2 separate regions of the Mus musculus genome follow, and region 1 is linked to region 2. The links are chromatin contacts, called in public HiChIP or PLAC-seq maps. All regions are on one chromosome and are shown on one strand. The core of a region is the stretch at or near the end of the contact, and the rest is flanking DNA. Distances in the headings are between cores, read along the strand shown. Region 1 has its middle 40 kb from the start of Gm24869. Region 2 overlaps Pde4b (phosphodiesterase 4B, cAMP specific).

What was found. HiChIP or PLAC-seq counts read pairs in DNA pulled down with a chosen protein or histone mark.
Region 1: an H3K27ac HiChIP or PLAC-seq map of T-cell acute lymphoblastic leukemia shows a contact between it and region 2, with 3 times the contacts expected there. The contact joins two enhancer-like sites. A contact is called at or near these places in 2 of 15 datasets of contacts at CTCF or cohesin (large pre-B cells and pro-B cells), 2 of 484 Hi-C or Micro-C datasets (bone marrow-derived macrophages and group 2 innate lymphoid cells) and 3 of 115 datasets of contacts at active chromatin or transcription factors (T-cell acute lymphoblastic leukemia, a beta-TC-6 cell line and large pre-B cells).

What each region holds. Positions count from the first base shown.
Region 1 is chr4:102,692,949-102,700,650 of GRCm38.p6, reverse strand. No RefSeq gene overlaps it. Among named protein-coding and RNA genes, the nearest start is that of Gm24869, 40 kb to the left of the region's middle. Within about 2 kb of position 2,455, at least 8 of the 459 cell types and tissues checked have an H3K27ac peak or open chromatin away from gene starts, as enhancers often do. A contact at or near this core is called in T-cell acute lymphoblastic leukemia, where this site is marked.
Region 2 is chr4:102,505,757-102,512,953 of GRCm38.p6, reverse strand. Pde4b (phosphodiesterase 4B, cAMP specific) reads right to left here. Exons shown (of 15, transcript NM_019840.2): 5 at 6,912-6,961. It overlaps Gm52668 (a long non-coding RNA gene), which reads left to right. Exons shown (of 3, transcript XR_003955083.1): 3 at 2,627-4,745. Among named protein-coding and RNA genes, the nearest start is that of Gm52668, 6.1 kb to the left of the region's middle. Within about 2 kb of position 5,908, at least 124 of the 459 cell types and tissues checked have an H3K27ac peak or open chromatin away from gene starts, as enhancers often do. A contact at or near this core is called in T-cell acute lymphoblastic leukemia, where this site is marked.

The DNA of each region.
Region 1 (7,702 bases), core at 1,206-3,705, 190 kb before region 2:
TCCTCAGAAAACTGGACATAGTACTACCGGAGGATCCAGCAATACCTCTCCTGGGCATATATCCAGAAGATGCCCCAACTGGTAAGAAGGACACATGCTCCACTATGTTCATAGCAGCCTTATTTATAATAGCCAGAAGCTGGAAAGAACCTAGATGCCCCTCAACAGAAGAATGGATACAGAAAATGTGGTACATCTACACAATGGAGTACTACTCAGCTATTAAAAAGAATGAATTTATGAAATTCCTAGCCAAATGGATGGACCTGGAGGGCATTATCCTGAGTGAGGTAACACATTCACAAAGAAACTCACACAATATGTACTCACTGATAAGTGGATATTAGCCCCAAACCTAGGATACCCAAGATATAAGATATAATTTGCTAAACACATGAAACTCAAGAAGAATGAAGCCTGAAGTGTGGACACTATGCCCCTCCTTAGATTTGGGAACAAAACACCCATGGAAGGAGTCACAGAGACAAAGTTTGGAGCTGAGATGAAAGGATGGACCATGTAGAGACTGCCATATCCAGGGATCCACCCCATAATCAGCATCCAAACGCTGACACCATTGCATACACTAGCAAGATTTTATTGAAAGGACCCAGATGTAGCTGTCTCTTGTGAGACTATGCCGGGGCCTAGCAAACACAGAAGTGGATGCTCATAGTCAGCTAATGGATGGATCATAGGGCTCCCAATGGAGGAGCTAGAGAAAGTAGCCAAGGAACTAAAGGGATCTGCAACCCTATAGGTGGAACAACATTATGAACTAACCAGTACCCCGGAGCTCTTGACTCTAGCTGCATATATATCAAAAGATGGCCTAGTCGGCCATCACTGGAAAGAGAGGCCCATTGGACTTGCAAACTTTATACGCCCCAGTACAGGGAACACCAGGGCCAAAAAGGGGGAGTGGGTGGGCAGGGGAGTGGGGGTGGGTGGATATGGGGGACTTTTGGTATAGCATTGGAAATGTAAATGAGCTAAATACCTAATAAAAAAAAAAGAAAAAAAATAATATAAAGAATGAAAAACTTAAGTCACTTATCAAATGTTAAATATCCACTTCAAGTTTTAATATTAGAGTTTAAATGGGGGCAAGTTTGATATTGAAGTTATGAAGTATATAGATGTATCTTACAATTATTGACATAAATACATTTAATTCCCACAATAACATCACTAAGCATGTTTATTTTACAGGGAAGAATCTGAGGCTCAGTTTTAGAGATGTAGCCATGGTCACTTAGCATTATGGTTGGCTGGTTGTGGTGTCAACTTGACTGGAGTTATAGATGTCTAGGACAGGTTAAAAACACCTCTGCTGTGTATGTTGAGGATTTCCCAGAAAAGATTGGCATATGAAACATCTGCTATAAATATGGGTAGTATAATCCAACAGATCCGCAGGCAGGAGAGAAAGAAGTTGGGGAAGAAAGGCCTCACGATGAAGGAAGTCCCTTTTATTTTCCAAGCAAATATCCCCATTGCTGTTTGCCATTTTCCTTAGACACCTAACTCCAGCTTCATGCCAGCTTCCATGGCCTTTCAATGTGGCTCCAATGTCAATGGCTCCCAAGTAAACCCCAGGCCTTCAGTGCACATTGAGACTTCTGAGGGAATCCAGTTTCTTGGATTCAATAGCTACTGAGTGGTTGGATGTTTCATTTGTAGGCAGCCGTTGGGGGACTATGCAATCCCTATCATGTAAACCAACTTCATAATCGTCTCCTCTCTCTAGTATGATATATTCCATTTCTTTACATAGGTATATTTTTCATTTAGTGATGAGAATTGACTTCTTGTCTTATCACACACACACACAATTACACATATACCTATAGGTTTCATGTACATGTGCATATACACACAGATACATGCAAACACACAACACACACACACAGGAAGAGAGAGAGAGAGAGAGAGAGAGAGAGAGAGAGAGAGAGAGAGAGATATGAAGTGTTGGATCAGCTTCTTTCTGGGTTCTTAATCCTTGGAATCTGTCAGTTATATGCATTGGGAGGAAGGGTCTGCTAACCTGAAGGGCCTTTGTCGGTCCTATGATTTATGTTGGTGTTTGGCTTGTATTGGACAAATGTTGAATGTCCATCACAACTGTTGTCACATCTTTATGTACCTAGGGCCTTTGTTAGTCACCCTTATCATTGCCGTTTATGATCTCTGTGGGTTTTCTCACCCTCTTGGGACTCCCAAGATGGAGCCCCTTGATCTGGTCCATGGGTCAGCCAACCGGGTCTGCAAAAGAGAGAGTGGGGACGTAGGGGCAAGAGACGCGAAGAATGGAGACAACACAGGCTATCTGCTCAAGGTTCAAGGCTCAAGGCTCAAGTATCATTTATTGAAAGGCAGCTATGGGTATATATGTACTCACTGGGGTATGCAGCTGGAGACACTTAACCACAAGTCCAGGATGTATAGGAGAAAAACAAGATGTTATCAGAGTGTGTTCAGTTGTGGTAGGCTTCTTGCAAAAACATCATGCTAGGAAAACAAGTCTCTTGTTAGGGTGGAAAATTTCCACCTGTAAGTAAATAGCCCGAGATGGCTGTAGAGATGATAGCGGATTTCTGCTAAGAGTCGGCGGCTCCTAATAGCCCCTGGTGTGGCAAATGCTGTAGCTGGGGGGTTTCTCAAGTCCATGGGGGTGTGTGGGAAGTAAACCCCTAAGATCTATAGAGGTGGAAATTTTGTCTTTGTACTTTCAACATCTATGTGTTAATCAACCTGCTGGGAGCATGTGTTAGGCTATAACATTGAGTGGCAGATAGGGGGCTCTACAGGTTGGGCTACCCACTGATGTCAAACTTCAGTTGATGAGATCTGTTCCCAACCACTGAGAGTGGGGCTTTGCTCATCACACATGAAGCAAGCCTCCTGCAATCTACACTTTCCAGCTGATCATTGTCCCAGCATGCCCTATCCCCTCCAAAGCTGCCTGTCATGGCCACCTCGCCCTGGGGGAGCGAGCATGTTAAAGTCAGGCTACCAGACTGGTTATTCTTTATCCATAAGCCCTCAAGGTGGCTGAGTCTTAAAAAGGACCCCTCTCTCGACAGTGCCCAGCCACTACTCTCCAAATCATAGTGACAAAATGAGGTTGCTCAGCACTGTTGGTCCGTCTGCTGGAGGGACACTGTCTCAAGAAAACCTGCGAGTAGATTTGAGGTTTGTCCTAAGAGTAAGATTGATGTCTCTCCAGGGCCAGGGGATCTGTTTTGGATGGGGCTTTTCGCTTGCCCTCCTTGCACACGGAGCTGAGCAGTAGAAACTGTGCTCAGCCATATTGTTCATTTTTCCAACAGTCTCTTGTCCCCCTCACGAGTTTCCACAGCGCTTTCTCCCTTTTCTTTCTAGAATACCCTAATATTTCTTATACTGCTTTTTAAAAACCTGGATACCAAAGATGGAATTTGTACTCTTCCACATTACCTGAAAGCTAATCTCCTTCTATATTTCTATTATTTTGCAATAAAAAGTTACCCTTTTCCTGATGAACGTGACTTGAAATGTATGCACAATTGGTTCTAACTCATAAAATAGTCAGTTACTCTTTGTTCAGTTCTGAGCCCCATTTTTTAATGGGGTTATTTGATTTTCTGAAGTTCACCTTCTTGAGTTCTTTATATATGTTGGATATTAGTCCCCTATCTGATTTAGGATAGGTAAAGATCCTTTCCCAATCTGTTGGTGGTCTCTTTGTCTTATTGACGGTGTCTTTTGCCTTGCAGAAACTTTGGAGTTTCATTAGGTCCCATTTGTCAATTCTCGATCTTACAGCACAAGCCATTGCTGTTCTGTTCAGGAATTTTTCCCCTGTGCCCATATCTTCAAGGCTTTCCCCCACTTTCTCCTCTATAAGTTTCAGTGTCTCTGGTTTTATGTGAAGTTCTTTGATCCATTTAGATTTGACCTTAGTACAAGGAGATAAGTATAGATCGATTCACATTCTTCTACATGATAACAACCAGATGTGCCAGCACTAATTGTTGAAAATGCTGTCTTTCTTCCACTGGATGGTTTTAGCTCCCTTGTCGAAGATCAAGTGACCATAGGTGTGTGGGTTCATTTCTGGGTCTTCAATTCTATTCCATTGGTCTACTTGTCTGTCTCTATACCAGTACCATGCAGTTTTTACCACAATTGCTCTGTAGTAAAGCTTTAGGTCAGGCATGGTGATTCCACCAGAGGTTCTTTTATGGCATCATCCTGAGTGAGGTAACACATTCACAAAGGAACTCACACAATATGTACTCACTGATAAGTGGATATTAGCCCAAAACCTAGGATACCCAAGATATAAGATACAATTTCCTAAACACATGAAACTCAAGAAAAATGAAGACTGAAGTGTGGACACTATGCCCCTCCTTAGAAGTGGGAACAAAACACCCTTGGAAGGAGTTACAGAGACAAAGTTTGGAGCTGAGATGAAAGGATGGACCATGTAGAGACTGCCTTATCCAGGGATCCACCCCATAATCAGCTTCCAAACGCTTACACCATTGCATACACTAGCAAGATTTTATCGAAAGGACCCAGATGTAGCTGTCTCTTGTGAGACTATGCCGGGGCCTAGCAAACACAGAAGTGGATGCCCACAGTCAGCTAATGGATGGATCACAGGGCTCCCAATGGAGGAGCTAGAGAAAGTACCCAAGGAGCTAAAGGGATCTGCAACCCTATAGGTGGATCAACATTATGAACCAACCAGTACCCCGGAGCTCTTGACTCTAGCTGCATATGTATCAAAAGATGGCCTAGTCGGCCATCACTGGAAAGAGAGGCCAATTGGACACACAAACTTTATATGCCCCAGAACAGGGGAACGCCAGGGCCAAAAAGGGGGAGTGGGCGGGTAGGGGAGTGGGGGTGGGTGGGTATGGGGGACTTTTGGTATAGCATTGGAAATGTAAATGAGCTAAATACCTAATAAAAAATGGAAAGAAAAAAAATAGTCAGTTACATTTGTGATCCAACCTTTTAAAATAAGAATGGAAAATCTTTAGAAAAAGTCTTTTTTTTTTTTTTTTTTTTTTTTTTTTTTTTTTTTTAATCTCTCTACAGCCTTGAACTGGGCTGGAAATCACTGTGTAAACTAGGCTGGACTTGAACCCATAGAGATCACACCAGCATTTGTTAGAATCTGAAGCTTTTGGTTACTTTTTAATTTTTTCATGCTAATTGTAGAAATATTTATAAATAGGACACAGACAAGAAAGAAATAAAATTATACAACCTTTCCAGAAATAAATACTGATAAAATTAAAGTGTGTTTATTTAGCAAATAAAAGAAGCTCTATGAAAACTAGATTCACTAGGTAGTCTATAGCTTCTGTTCTGGAGCCTGAGGGAAGAGGAGGTTGAAGGTAGCCTGGGATACCTAGCCAGATCCTGTCTCAAGCAGAGCAGAAAGCAAACAACGAACCATGTTATTTAGCCTACAGGATGGGAGAAAATCTTTGCTAGCTCTATATCTGACAGAGAATCAACATCCAGAGCATACAAAAAACTAAAACAGAACAAAACAAACTACCACCACCAACAGGACTGAGCAAGAAGAAAACAAATAACTTAATTATAAAAGTGGGCTAGACTTGTGTGACTGAGTCAGGCCACCTCCATGCTAAGGGAATTGGTACCCAGCCTGACCCCTAGGCCAGTCCCTCCCACATTGCTTTTATCATCCTAATTTTTCAATGTGATTAGATCATTGGGCCACTGATGAGGCCAGCTACACAGTGCTTTGAAATATGATTATATAGTTATTACCCAATCATAATGTCATAATGAATTTCAACTCCTTGAGGCTAAGAATGAATTAAAAATAAAATCATGATTATGGCTTAGTTTTCCTCTTCACATGTTAGTTTAAGTGTTTTTAATGTTTACACTAATATTTAATTACTGAAGATCAAAATCTATTATATGTAAATATCTATAATGAATTAATTTCTTTTGGATGTAAATGAACTTGTTTTGCTTCTTCAGTGATCAAATTTCTCTTATTAAGTCTAACACTTAAAACTGGGCTAGGGGCATTGGATAGAGTTCTTAAAATAAGAAAGACAAGTATGTAATAAATATTTTTTTTAGTGTTCAAAATCCTTAGTCATCAGGGAAATGCAAATTAAAACTACTCTGAAATTCTATCTTACCCCAGTCAGAATGGGTGCTGTCAAGACAATTAATGACAGCTAATGTTGGTGAAGATGTGGGGAAACAGGGACACTTATTCACTATTACTGGAAGTAGAAACTGGAGTAGCTACTAAGAGAATCAGTGTGGGGGTTATCAAGGCTAAGAACCAAATTGCCACAAGATTCAACAATAGCACACACCCCAAAGAGTCTGCACTCTTTTACAGATATATGTACACATCCATGATCCTTGCTGCTCTACTCATAACATCCAGGAAGAGGAACCAACCTAGATAACCAGTAGCTGAAGACTAGATAATGGAAATGTGGTGCACGTGCACAATGAAATTTTACTCTGTTAAAAATCAAGACAGAAAAGAAAATGAATAAAACTGGAAAGAAGTTACTGAGGTAACCCAGACCCTCTTATAAAGGACAAACTGCGTGTTCTCCCTCGTATGTGGATACTAGCTTTGGAATTTTATAGCAGTATGTTTAACTTTGAGTACCTATAAGGACCTGGAAAATAGAAGGGGTCACTAAAATGGGATAGGAAGAAAAGATGATCTAAGGGAAGGGACTAGTAGAACACATATGATATGAAAGTAGAGAGGCAAATACGGGGGGGGGAGGGTTTATATGGGATTAGGAGTAACAGGAGAGTGGGAAGGAACGGGAAGTGGTAATAGAGGAGTTATAAAGAAGCCTTATGGAAATCTTATTGTAAGTCTTTCAAGACATACTACTACTACTACTACTACTACTAATAATAATAATAATAATAATAACAAATAATAATGAGTTTGATCAGAGGTATCCTGCATGGGTTGCTAGTAGTCCTCCCCAAAGCCATACACTACTAAATAAAAATCCCAGTGCCAGATCAGGAGACCTTTTATAGTTAGTAAGGCCCTAGAAATATCCAAATAATATAGGACTAAATGATTATAAAAATGGTTATATATAAAAGCAACAAGGATGGAGCTGGAAACCTCCTCTGTGCCACAAAGCTTTCATAAGTAGCAGATGCTTCACAGGCTGCTGGGGAAAATGAAGCATCAATGGTCCTACTCACTGGTGAACCACATAAGATACAATTTGGACCTGCCAGGAATGATGCGCTCACTGGTACCACAGTGCCACCACTGTTATAGGGGTAATTATTGCTTTCTTATTGGATTTTTGGCCTTTTCTACAGGATGGAACTCCTCACTTTGGTGACAAAAAAATAGGATCAAGAGCTCTAGGGAGGAACTTACTGTTGTTTTGGTAAATGAACATGTTGTCAAAATGTCTTCTAGCTACTTATAATTATCCCCACATGTACAGTGTATGTATATATATGTGTGTGTGTATGCATATATATGTATATATGTGTGTATATGTATATATATAACATATATTTTATATATATATATATATATATATATATATATATATATATATATATACCCATGTGTGTGTGTGTGTGTGTGTGTGTGTGTGTGTGTGTAGGTTCTGCATATAAGGGAGAGCACTAGGATTTTGTCTGAGAT
Region 2 (7,197 bases), core at 4,659-7,158:
GAGATACTCATGCTTCGGTTAGGGAAGAAAACAAGATATTTCAAGTACTATTTTTGAGATTTTGAGACACTGATTAAAAGTTTCTGAGATAATAATTGAATAGGACATTATAGGGACATAATCTGAAGATGTCAGATAAGTAGTCTCAAATGATAAAAATGTACATTCCAGATGGAAATGGATAAATCATGTGGTATTTTCTAAATATATACTATATACCAGGCCTTTTATTGAAAATACATGTTTATTTTAATCGTCACTCAAGAATTGAAGAAGCAAAAAAAACATATACAGCCCTGGGAAAAGAGTCAGTGTGGAAAGATAGGAGGCAGGAGGCTGGCATATTTATCTCACACAACCATGAATTGAGCAATGTAGGGGTAAGGCAATAAGGGAGACAAGGACACATGCACTCACGCACACATGCATGCACGCACGCATGCATGCATGCACGCACGAATGCACATACACTCCCACACATGCACACTCACACACACCACCCAAAATCAAAACAAGACAATAACAAAACAATCAATAATGGGGCTTAGAAGAAGCATGCTAGATCAGAAAGAAGGTTGGGTCAGAACGTGCAAACACTGTGGACAACAAACCACGTTGGAAGATGACCATAATGTTTTGGGTACAGGAAAACAAAGTCCTTTATGCCGGGAGAGAAGAAAAGACTAGAAAGAAGTGGTTAAAGGAGCTGGCTGTCCTGGCAATGAGAGAGAAATGGATGAAGACGGTGCAGTTTTGGTTCTCCCAAGCCAGGAACTGCAGAACAAGGGAACAGAGCAGGGAGGACATGGAACCTGGGTCTCCACGTAACTCAAGAAGGGTTACCAAAAGTTTCAAGTGTCTAGCATTTCTATACACCCCAGTGATAAATAAAGGAAGGGAACCATCCATGGACTGGAGGGGCAAGGACTGTAGTAAGAAGTAAGTTTTATAGCCTGCATGGTAGATGAAGGGAGCCAGATCTGAAGAGATGATGAAGGTAGCTTTCTGGCTCTGAGCCTCAGTGGTAGAAAAGTCCAGGTGTGGAGCGAGTCCTTGGCAGACATTCCAGCTGCAGCTCAGGTAAACAGAGCCTGCAGGCATTCCCAGGAAGAGGCAGCTGTGTCCCGAAGGGCTTTTCTCCGACAGGCCTGGAAGCTGCTACGTGATCGGGCTTGAGGCGGGCAGCAGCTGGGGTTTGGGAGGACACAGGCACGTGGATAGCCTCCTGTGGGTACACTGCTGCAGATGAGACAGCCCTGAGAACCAGTTTGTCTTCCTGGCTTCCTCCTCCACCCTTCGCTACAGAGGCTCAGTGCCACAGCCCGAAACAGCTGCAGAAAGATTGATTCAGAGATGAGGGCTACAGCTTTGAGCCGTGCAGAGGCAGCAGAAAAGGCAATCTGTGTGCCTCTTTGAAGGACGCTGTTTGTTTAAGGATCCAAACGTCAAACAACTTCAGTAGCAGACAACAGTGATTTGGCTAGAACAATGTATGCCCCTGAATTAACATCAAGATGGGCTGAACAGAGCAAACTAGAGACTCCTTTTTTTCAAAGTTCAGTATCTTCCTCTATGGTCTCAATTACAGGAGATCCATTTGTGCACAAAACATTTAGGCAATAATATCTGGGTGTCTTTTGGAGTCTACTGTAACCAAAGAGAAAGAAAGGCCGGAACAAAATGCAAAGGGCAAAAAGAAACTGTTTGGAGACAGTCGGCTACAGTGTAAACTTTTCGTTCTCTCTCATAGCAAAACCTGATGGCTGTCTTTGAAAAAAAAAAAAAAAAGTGTCTGTATCTAGGTCCCTGGCAGTGATTTGCCTCTGGGAGGGCCAGCAATCTATTTAATGACTCCATTGACGTCAATGGCATAACTGAAATACTTACTAACATGCATGATTCCAGCTTTCAGGGGGAGGGGGTGGACAGTGTCTCTCAGCAGCGCGAAAACACGATGTGGAGTCTGTGAGGAACGGACTTGGCTCTTTCTGCAAATGCTAAGGGACTAGATGCTGCTGGTCCCCCAGGTCCTGATTAATATGAGGAAAAAAAACTTTTCCTGCTAAATGAAGAAATTAATTCTGAACAAGGGAACGTGGCCACTAATAAGCAAGACCTTATTTTTAGCTGTGTTTGCTCAAGGGAACAGTTTTTACCATTCTCACTTTAGCTGCCTTACTAATGATTTTGCAGTTAGCCATCCTTAAATTTAGACATATATGAAATCATTGCAAATCATTGCAGGCAGTTCAGCGTCCATGTTCTGGGGTAAATGTTTATAGGATGGCTATTTTAGACAAAACAGGCTCTTTCAAACCATTTGGGGCACTATCTTGAGAATTTCCCAGCTTTTCTGGTATAGTTCTATTTTATGACTTCTATTTGTATATAAAGGCTCTTTATATATGGGTGTAACTGAGCCGATTGTCCCAGAATTCCAGGTTACACACATCATACCGAACACTGAAGAAAATGTCTGCTATTTTTATTTTTCCCCTTTTCTTTTTTGTAATTTCCTTCGGGACCTCCTTTGTCCTGAGTGGCCAGGGTCTTTGATAAGATGGTTGATCTTATTTCTGTTTGCCCGTGTGTTGTAATCCTGCCTGACTGTTCTTGCTTAATGCAGAAACGAAGTAAAGGTTCAGCTTGTGCTGGCCTCCCTCTCCAGTCATCTGCCACGGATCAGTTTTCAAGCCTGAGCCATGGTCCTCAGAGAGACCTCTGCCCATATACAGCCGTCCCGCTCACATCCCAGGCCTGGCAGTTCTAGCAAAGCCTTGACTTTTCTGAGCTGTTCAGGGTCAGAGACCATGTACTGAGCCCCTGTTCTATTTCTTGAGCAAAATGTGCATCTGGCACATCTACTTGAATCTCAGAAATAGTCAAAGCTAAGTGAAGATGAGTGAGGAGTCATGTGGAGAAACAGGCTTCCTGAAAGGAGGTCTCTTCTACTCTTCATCAGTTGTATCATCATTCCTTCCAGAGTGGCCCTGAAGTGATGCTAGAAGACATGGCCTCCCTGGAGCTTGGGAAAAACCTTAATTAAGGCTGCTGTTGAGATAGGTCAGCACATTTTGTGCTTTACTGGAAGACTTCTGCTTCCTCATCCTATTTCTCCAAATACATTCTTTCCTTGAAATATATTTTAATTGACTCATGTTGGAAATCACTACAGTTAATGCTACAGACACCCAAGCTGTAGTCTGCGGTAGTCTGGCTTGGAGATCTCCGGGCAGCTCTTCAGATATCTCATCGACATGGTTGGCTGCCATTTTGGATGATCCATGAACTTCTGGGTTACTTTAAAAACAGCTCTATTACAAGTGGTGATAGTCATGATTTGCACCAATGGCTCTTAGTAAATTTTAGATGAAATAGTATGATAGAATACCCTACTCCACACGTTATTCTGGCTGCCACAAAATTCTATACTTGATGTATATATTGTTGTAAATTAAGTCATTTATGAGACTCAGAGGTGAGAGTTTCTAAAAAAAAATATGTTTCTAATCTTTTTGTGTAGGAAAAAAAATTCCTTCTGCAAACGCAGTGATCACCTAGCGATTTATTTTCTTAGTAGGTTCTCTCATGACATAGTCAAAAAAAGCGTAAATGAGATATATGCCCGAGCACAGGAATAAGGGTATGGGGAAAGCCTGGCAGTGGTTACATAACCGCACATATGTATACAAGTTGATTTGTTTCAATTATTTGATTTGGTTTTTCCTTTGGGAAATCTTGAGTTTTCAGTCTTCCATGTTGAATATGTCCAGGTGAAAGAATTCAAGTTCCTGCCTTGTTTTAGACTTAATTTTCTTTTTATTATATTATTTTCCTTTCTTTTTCACTCCTACACAGAAAATAAAACCCCAAGACTTTACTAATTCAAAAGAAAGTGATGCTGGTCTCCAAGTGGAGCGGCTCATAACCTAGGATTTTTACTGCCCTCACGAGGCTTCACTGTGACCTCCCAAATCTTCGCACTCAGGCTTTGGAGCTGCTCTCTGCCCATTTAGTCCTCCATCTTTGAATGGTGGCTTCCCTACTTTGTCAGCAAAATGTCACCTTCTTAGGTTTCATCCTTTCTTATTCAAAACTGCATGAACACATTGGCATACGTAAGGCCCCAACACCTTCTAATTTCAGTAGAGTAAGTGATAAAAACTCTGAAGAAAGAAACAGAAGCGCAGAAGTAAACACTTCCTTCAGACGCAGAAACTGGCTTATTATTATATTTTATCTTTATGAGCACATTCTTTCAAATACAGTCCAACCTTTACGTAGTCCTGGCCAGTTTGGCATTGACTCTGTTCCGGCCGTGTAGACATAATTTACCATACTATAAAGACAAAGAGATGAGAAAGATGTGGTCTCACCCCCAGGAACCCAGGATCCAGTGGGACAGACACACCACTGGGGAACCATTGTGTACCCCAGAATTAAGTTCTCGACAAAATAGGAACAATCATGCTAAAAACACAAGTTGTCATTTCAAAGACAAGACTTTCCTATTGCTCCCCAAAAGCTGAGAATCTGGTCCAGCAGAGAGAAGAGCTGACTCTGATTGAGAGATTTCATCACCCAGTGACTCGAGGTAAGTTTAGAAACTTCAACCAGATTGGAAGAATTCATTGGAATTGAAGAATCACATTTCATTTACATGAATGAAGAAGCAGCAGAAGAAGAAGGAGTAGAAGAGGAAGAGAAGGAGCGTGAAGAGAAGAAAAAGTAGGAGGGAGAAAAGTATGGGAGGAGAAGAGGAGGGAGAGAGGAGAACAAGGGGGTGGGGAACAAGGAGAGGAAGATGCTGCAGGGAGCCATCTTTTGCCATCTGGCTTCTCCTGTTTGCTTCCATTGTTGAATATGTTCAAACTATTATCTTGTACGTTTTTTCCTCTTTAGATTTATTTATTTATTATGTATACAGCATTCTGCCTGCATGTATGCCTGCAGGCCAGAAGAGGGCACCAGATCCTGTTACAGAGGGTTGTGAGCTACCATGTGGTTGATGGGAATTGAACTCAGAACCTCTGGAAGAGCAGACAGTGTCCTCTTAAACTCTGAGCTGTTTTTCCAGCCAGCGTCCTGTACTTGTTAAACCTTCTATTTCTATCAAAATGTACAAGTTCAAATTAAGTACTTCTAAATGCACACCTGATTTTCTTTCATAAATTTTCAATAAAAAACCTTATGTTCTAAAGCAGTGCTCCAGTGCTCCATGCTGCTCACTCAAAGCCGTGTGTTTTTCATTCCCCTTTAAAGTTTCTATTTAAACATGCCTCTTTGTCATATGCTGATAAATATTAAAATAACAGGAAAAATCTGCCCGACTTATTTCAGCTGATAATAAGAACAAAACACGGGATGTGTGTCTCCTCTGTCCTCTTCTGCCTGTGGTTTACCGTTGAGAAGATTCCGAAACCAGTAATTACGTAATAATTAGTACCACCACAGTCTCTTTCCAGAGAAAACCGAGGATTGTTGTAGTTTGCCACAAAGACCGACAAAAACAAATTGCCTTAAGGGGCATCCTTACATCTTAGCTCCATTGTTTCAAAGGCACTTAAGAAAGCTCCCGATGCCAAGCTGTAGTCAATGTGCCAATAATCATAAAACATCTTTCAGTGTTTTTGCTAATGAGTTAGTTTATAGAACCCTAAGTGCCATACACCCTCCTGGTATATGCTCATATTTATTACAAGAAACAGGAAATGTATTCTAAATATTCAAATTGGTATCAGAAACATGTTGGTAGAATTGCAAACAAAGCCACCACGTGGGCAGGCCAATAAGATGAAACAACAGGCGGTTCAAAACAGCTCCTTTGATCTCCTCAGCGTCTAGCACAGCTACACACTAAGACGCTACTCTGTTTCTTTTTATACCTAACGGAAGTGGCCCATCAGCATGCCGAGGTTTTGAAGTCTGTGGGCAGAACACTGTTTCCTTCTTTCTAGCTCATATCACAGGACTCCACCTTGCCTCATGTCTTTCTTTCACTTTTTTCCTACATCTTTTTCCTTCTAAAAGTTTTAAAAGCATATTCTGTAAGTGCTTCAGAAGCCGATGAGGAAATGGAATGCACTGCCTTTGTTCCCTTCGTTCAGAGGTTAGTAATTTATGACACTTCTGAGATCCTTATGGCCGTCATACTAACAGAACACAACATCTGAGGAGGAAGTACCCGGACTAGCACTGTTAGATATCAGAGGGCCATGCCGAGTGTATCTTCGTCCCCTGCTATAAGAATGGGACAGGGTCAAGGGAGAGGAATTCATGGACCTCATCAAAGTCACCTAAGTGGTTGTATGTGACAAATACATGTTGGACATATCTCTCTGGTGTTCCTCCAAGGTGGCCCTCCTTCTCAATGGACTTCGATACACAGGAAGAGCAGATGCTCGTAACTGAAAGATGAGAGGAATGAAGCTGGATGACATCCAAGAGAAACTCTTTGTGAGCTAGAAAGAACCTTTGGTTTCACACCTGGCTAGGATGCGGAGCAACTTGTAGCTAGAGCTGATGCTAAGAGGAAACCCTTTAATGTGCCTTGGGGACCTTGGGCTAATGTGGACACCCTGTGGGGGAATGTTTGAGGTTAGCACTCCAGGAGTTCACTGGGGGTTCAGCAAGCTAAGGTCAAGTTGCACTCTTGACATACATACAGCTGCCTCCTCTTCTGGATGCGGCAGGACCACACATTTAATTGTGAAGCCCTAGGCACACAGTGGGCACTTTGTTTCTAAGTATTTTTAGTTGGGCTTCACTTGGGGTGATGGGACACTGTTGAAAAAAGGTCACCAAGTGACTTGCTTCTGAGGGTTACAGTGTGCATATAAACGCTGTTATTCTAATAACAGTCTCGAATAATTGCTTCAGAATGTAGAGATGGATCTCTGGAGGAGGCCTACCTTGCAGGCTGACTCTGGAGACTGGAGCCTGACTAGCCGCTGGTGACCTCCTGTGGAGAAGCAGAAAAAGAGGCTGAGTATGCATTGAAAAGCACCCCCACCCTACCACAATCCCTGATGCCCCAGGAGATTTTCAGGGCTTAATGAGTTATCCAGTGACATAAGGCTATCACCGGAAGGCCGGCTCCTGTAATATGGGTAGACGATTGCAATTCTCTCATATCCAGATGGCCTGGAATTTCCCTCTGCACAGCATCAGGATGCAACAACTCCCCAGGAAGGAAGT